2 separate regions of the Mus musculus genome follow, and region 1 is linked to region 2. Evidence: chromatin contacts called from public HiChIP or PLAC-seq data. All regions are on one chromosome and are shown on one strand. The core of a region is the stretch at or near the end of the contact, and the rest is flanking DNA. Distances in the headings are between cores, read along the strand shown. Region 1 overlaps Asb2 (ankyrin repeat and SOCS box-containing 2). Region 2 overlaps Rin3 (Ras and Rab interactor 3).

Evidence for each region. HiChIP or PLAC-seq counts read pairs in DNA pulled down with a chosen protein or histone mark.
Region 1: a contact with region 2 is called in an H3K27ac HiChIP or PLAC-seq map of thymic regulatory T cells, with 5 times the contacts expected there. The contact joins two enhancer-like sites. A contact is called at or near these places in 2 of 484 Hi-C or Micro-C datasets (both in CD4 T cells) and 1 of 115 datasets of contacts at active chromatin or transcription factors (thymic regulatory T cells).

Annotation. Positions count from the first base shown.
Region 1 is chr12:103,331,681-103,334,949 of GRCm38.p6, reverse strand. Asb2 (ankyrin repeat and SOCS box-containing 2) reads left to right here. Exons shown (of 10, transcript NM_023049.1): 5 at 1-101; 6 at 1,413-1,658. Among named protein-coding and RNA genes, the nearest start is that of Gm15523, 3.6 kb to the left of the region's middle. Within about 2 kb of position 1,874, at least 67 of the 459 cell types and tissues checked have an H3K27ac peak or open chromatin away from gene starts, as enhancers often do. A contact at or near this core is called in thymic regulatory T cells, where this site is marked.
Region 2 is chr12:102,369,903-102,372,815 of GRCm38.p6, reverse strand. The region is part of intron 6 of Rin3 (Ras and Rab interactor 3); the gene reads right to left. Among named protein-coding and RNA genes, the nearest start is that of Lgmn, 68 kb to the left of the region's middle. Within about 2 kb of position 1,600, at least 31 of the 459 cell types and tissues checked have an H3K27ac peak or open chromatin away from gene starts, as enhancers often do. A contact at or near this core is called in thymic regulatory T cells, where this site is marked.

The DNA of each region.
Region 1 (3,269 bases), core at 625-3,124, 960 kb before region 2:
GGCCACATGCAGAGAACACCTGGATTGCCTCCTGTCGCTGCTCCAGGCGGGGGCAGAGCCTGACATCTCTAACAAATCCAGGGAGACTCCACTTTACAAAGGTGAGTCCCTAGGCTGGGCTTCCCATGGGCCAGGAAGTCCAGAAGTAAAGTGGGCAGCTTTCAGACTGCTCCCATGAATTCCCAGCTCTGAGGGGTCCCCTTTGCAGAGGGTAGAACCCCTCCAAAATGCATGATGCATGCTAATTAGATCTTGTGTTTACACATGGGATCACCCAACATTTTCCACAGGTCAACATGCTAGGGTGGTGGGGAGGGGGTGTCACTGGAGCCTTAGTTGAAAAGATGGGGCATATATGTCTGTGGCTTACATCAAGCATGGGAACACACTCAGACTACAAGCATGCAGGGTTTGGTGAGGGGCTGGGTGGGAATGTGTGGAGGGGGTGCTCACAGAGGGATGTCTGGGCTGAACCCCAACAGGAAGGGATTTACCAGCTGGCTAAGCTTCTGCAACAGCATGGGCAAAAGCCAGAGGGTAGGAGAAGGGGTGTGTACCTCTGCCATGTTTATGTAAGCAAAAGCCTCCTGGCCAGCTCAGCACTAGGGTTCTCATTTCAGACGTAAGGACCAAAGGCACATCTGTGATTTGGCATCCAGCACATATAATATTCTGCAGGCACCTGAACGCAACATGGATGTGTCTTCTATGGGGCCCTTAGCTGTTACCTGAGACCTCAGCTGTCCCAAAGAGAGCTGTAGGAAGCATGCCAAATACCAGCTTGGTGGCTTGGCCTTGGTTGGACCTATTAGGTACCGAAGCCCCCAGCTCCTGGCTCCTGGATTTGGCCTCCTGTGGACCCTCCCTGGAGCCTCCTCTAGGAAGGCTTTGCTGTGTGGTTCACAGAGAGAAGACTAGCGCTCATGAGGTGGGGAGAGAAACCCCTTGAAACACCATAGGCAGCTGTTTCCCCTGCTTGCTGTCCCCTCTCCAGGGAGGCTTCAAAAGCCATTAATCGGCTCACATTCCTTGGTGACTCCAACACCCTCTATAGCTCCCTAGTGAGAACTATGGGCCAGAGCCAAGGGCACATTTGGGGTCTTTTGACAGAGGAAGTTGAAGAGGAGGTTTGAGGAGGCTGAGAAAGATGGGTTGTACTCAGAAGATAAAGCCAAGCTAAATGAGCAGCCTTTGCTCTGTAGATAGCATTCTAGGGGGCATGACTTCCTGGGTTTGGATCCCAGTACTGACACTTAGTCTCTGAGTGACTCTGAGTAAGACGCTTGCCATCTCTGTGTTCCACCCACCTCATTTACAGACGTAGGCACTGACGTTGCGTTCTTCAAGGGTAGTTGGAAGGATGTGTCAAACCTTCAGGGCTACACTGACTGTCTTACTTCTCCTGGGTCCAGCCTGTGAGCGCAAGAACGCGGAGGCGGTGAGGATATTGGTGCGATACAACGCAGACGCCAACCACCGCTGTAACAGGGGCTGGACCGCACTGCACGAGTCTGTCTCCCGCAATGACCTGGAGGTCATGGAGATCCTAGTGAGTGGCGGGGCCAAGGTGGAGGCCAAGAATGTCTACAGCATCACCCCTTTGTTTGTGGCTGCCCAGAGTGGGCAGCTGGAGGCCCTGAGGTTCCTGGCCAAGCATGGTGAGTGGCCACACAGAACAGCTACCAAAGACCTCAGAGGTCAGCTGGGAGGGGAAGTTGCACTGGGGTCATCTTGTGGCATCCTCTGATCCAGAGCCCCACAGGGCTGTGTGGAGGACTCTTAGGCCAGGTTTAGGTTCTGTAGAGCTATGGAGAGATGCTGCTAGGTGCTTCCTGTCTTACTATCTCAGATCGAGCTCAACATCCTCCTTTCACAAAAGAGGAATCTGAGGCCTGCAAAGGGGAAGTGACTTAGCTACGGAATTAGCTGTAGAGCTATCTAGATTCTTGGACTCTTGATGCCCAAACCACTACACATCACACTGCTGGGACAGAAAGACCTCAGATGGAGATCACATCCTTGTTTTGCAGGTGATAAAAACCAAGGAAGGACCAGGGTGGGAAAGTGATTTGTCCAAGATCACACAGTAGGTTATTGATACAAATGGGATTTGAACCCAGGTCTCTGCCCTAGTTTCCCCCCCCCCCCCCAAAAAAAAGAAAAAGAAAAACAACAACAACAAAACAAAATCAAAAACAAAAAAAACCGTAACAGGAGAAACTAAAACCATACTGCTTGCACCATGATGTTGCAGTAGCAAAGACCTCAAAAACATGAATAAAAACTGAGTATTTTGACAACCCACTCCAAGCTCTCCTGCGATTGTCTTTCCCTCTCAATGGAAGGAAGTTCTGTCTGGAGAACTGGAGAGGCCGAGACTATGCAGAAGTGTTGGGGCTGTGCTGCAACAAACCAGTGAGGACCTACTGTGTGTCAGGCCTCCTGCTAAGCATGGACCTATGACAGATAGGTAGAGTGTGGCCCAGGGGACCCATCCTAACCCCACTGTATACTTGAGGGGATCGAGGCTCAGACAGGTTAAGTGATTGCTCACTGTAAGAGCCTGGATCTGACCTGTGTCTGCCTCTCAGCCTAGGAGATGGACCCTGGGCCTGACTAAGGCTCTTAGCCAGGGATGACTGCAATGAACACTCTGACAACTCAGTGGAGTCCTGGAGCCCAGGCCAGCAAGCTGTGCTGAGGGCAAGGGTGCAGTGGGTGAGGGGGACCTCCTCTCCAGGCAGTCGCCCTCTTCCCTGCCGATATTGAGGCAGGGACTGCTCCCTTCATGGGGAGTTAAAGCCAGTTCCTATACAAATATTTTCCTTATGTGAGCAGGCTGCTTTGCTCAAGCCTAGGCCTGCGGGGGAGCCTAAGCATGAGGCCCAGGGGCTTGTTAAAGGTGTCCCTATACTGTTCCTCTGAGGGAAGGGACAGTCTCTGCCCTGAGCTCTGTCTAGACAGCAGTGGCTTCTGAGGCTGGTGCTATGTTTCTGTTATGTTATTTACACCTCACCCTAAACAGGAGAGGGCAGGACTATGACTCTTGACTAACAAGCAGGTAAACTGAGGCTTCTAAAAGCTGTCTAAGGCCCCAGAGCTTGGGAGTCATGGTACAGAAACTTTCATGGTCCTGATGAGCCCTCAAGGCCTGGTGCTCTTCTCAGAAGGCCAGGACAAGTCCTCCGCTGCTGAAAATGAAGTCATCGGAAAGGGTGAGAGGAGCAGATGGCTCTGACAGAGGAGCTGTGGCTGACACAAGCCTTTGA
Region 2 (2,913 bases), core at 351-2,850:
AACCAAACAACCCAAAAGAAACAATAGACAAGTTGGGCCCTGATGGGGTCTCTGGAGGCTAAGCAAGGCTTTGACTCATGGCTGCTGCTCTGGGTGACCCTCTGGAATGGCCTCATCCCTTGACTACTGACCCTTCCAAGAGGAAGCCTGAAGTCCCGTCACTCTAGGAGGGAGGCTGGATGGCTTTTCTCTCTCACAGAGGCTTGGCTGGAAGCTAGTCTTGTGCCTGCTTCTGCCCTTTTACCAGGAGAGCACAAATTGCCTGTCTCTCACCCAACATTGTGGAGAATCTGTCCTGGCAGCTGGCCACCCAGGGACAGCTGTCATCCCACTGTTTCTGACAAGTCAAGTTCAGACTTCCTTTGCTTTGCCCAGGATCGCCTTATACTGGTGACAGTTCATATTGAGTGTCAACCTCATTGGATCTAGAAGCCCTTTGGGGACAATCTGTGGGCGTGTCTGAAGGGAAATTTCAAGATTAGGTTAATGCAGGTGGAAGACCCACCCTAAATGTGAGCAGCATGATTCCATTGTGGCCTTGGGTCCTACCTAGATTGAACAAGGAACAAAGGAACTGAACACCAGCATTCATCTATGCTTCCTGACTGTGACTGCAGCTGCCTCATGCTCCTGCTTTGGGCCCTACCTTCCCCCTCACAGCGACTGTATCCTCAAACTTGAAACAAAGTAACCCTTTTTCTTCCCACGCTGCTTTTGTTAGGTATTTTGTTACAGCAGCAGACTGGTAACTAATACAACTGGCCCTGCCCTGAGCCATTACTGGATGGCTCTGGATCACCATCCCTCTTCATAACTCTCCTCATGCCCTCTGGGATCCATCCCCTCGAGGCCAAATCCACAGCTCGAGGTTCACAGCCTGGTATGAGAGGCCTACTACTCCTCCTGCCTCATCTCCCACCTCTCTGCCTGTCTCTGTGGCATCACCTCTGCCTGGAAGAAGACCCCACCCTCCAACTTGTGCTTAGGCTATGGGTCTTCTCCTCCTCTGTTCAGGCACACATGACCAACCATAGCTTCTTCTGGGCTGCAGTGAGATGTCCACGTCCTTCCATGTTCTTCTATGCCTGTTCATGGCCTCCCAACCTGCATGCTGCCTGAGATCTTCCCTGGGCACATCTACTTTAGTCTCATGGCTGCATGTGTGTTTCTGGGTTCCAGACATCTGTCTTCAGCCCTCATTCTCAGCAGCTTCCATTCCATCTCCTGGATGTCCAGTGAGATAGGAGACTATCTTTATGACATAGAAACCCTGGGCTTTTCTCCTGGTTTGGGCCTTCCGGCTTGTAGCTATGAGCTCCCAGTAATGCTTATACTGGCTCTTAGCTATCCAGAGCCATATGAAGTCAGCTGCGTCTTTGCCCACTTCCATGGACTAGATCTGTGCCCGGTGTCTCATTGTGCTGTCTCCTGCCCAACCTACTTGCCCCCAGTGTATCTTGTCATGAGTGTAGCTCTTCTTGCCTCTAGTCTCTCTGCTCCTACTCAGCTCAAGGACCAGAGCCGTGCTGAGCACACGTGAGGCCCTGGCATTCCTGCTTTGAACTTGCCACAGCAAGGTCCTTTGCAGAAATGCTAAATCTCAGGGTTTGTGATGCTGTGACCTACCTCTCCCCAGGCCACCAAACCTCACTTCCTGCCTACTTTACACTTATGTCATCTTCCTTTATGGCTTCCTGGCTTTCTTACAGATTACCTGTCATTTGTCAGAATAAGAGCTTCCTGAGGGCAGGAGGGCCATATGATTAGCTGGCTTGCTGCCATGGTTTTTTTGTTTCTCAGTACAACAGGTGGAGGCATAGTGCTCTGACAGCACTATAGATATATATTTATATAACTCATTTCCTCCACAGAGAAGCTCTGTAGAGCAAATGCTTGGGTCTCTGGGACATGGTAGCTGTTAGTGGATAAAGTCAGGTGGCTTTCGAATGCAACACCCAGAGCATCCTGCCCAGGTGAGCCCTCTATCCCTGGTGAGGTACACACATAGGTATAGCCTCCTGAAGAGGCAACTGCCAGCCTTAAACCTCAACACATCACTCACCACCTTACTACTGGACCCTAATACGGTGGCCTGTCAACTATATCGGTTCTCAGGATCCATCCATCCATCCATCCATCCATCCATCCATCCATCCATCCATCCTGCCTGCCTGCCTGCCTGCCTGCCACCCACCCATCCATCCACCCACCCACCCAATCATCCATCCATCCAAGATCATTTCCCTCAGGGAAGGCAATACTTAACATTCTTTTTTCCTAGGACCTCTCATTATGAGACATTATCTTGTAGTGACTCAAAGCATCCTTTTTGAGTCCAGAACTGATGCTCTTAATTACTGGGAAGAGGAGAAGGAGGAGGAGGAGAGGAGGAAAGGTTCAGGACCACAAGGAGGCAGTGCCTGGAAGGACAGCAATGTTTATAAGGTAGTTCCAAAATCTCTCAATACGTTTTTTTTTTTTGTTTTGTTTTGTTGTTTTGCTTTGCTAGACAGGGTAGCCCAGGCTGACCTCTCAACTCCCTGTGTAGTTGAGAATGGCCTTGATCCTCCTGCCTCTACTTTTCAAGTGCTGGGACTACAGGTAGGTACTATGATGCCCAGCGACAGCACTGTGGTCTGCCTGAGTCTTTCCATTGTTTATGCAGATGTGTAGGTGGCTGCAGGGAAAAATAACACCTGTCATCACCGAGATTTGAGGCCGGTGGGGGAGGGGAGGGCTGGTGGGCTGTTTGCCAGTAGTCAGGAATGTTGGCTGCCTTGAATCGGCTCTCTAAGAAGTGGTTCCTGAGAGAGGGATTTGGGCCCAGGAGATTTGTGGGAAAGTCAGGGAGGAAGAAGAAAGAGGACATAAGGCAAAGGGGCCCCAGAGGCTGTTCTGTGTCCAGGGGCGCCT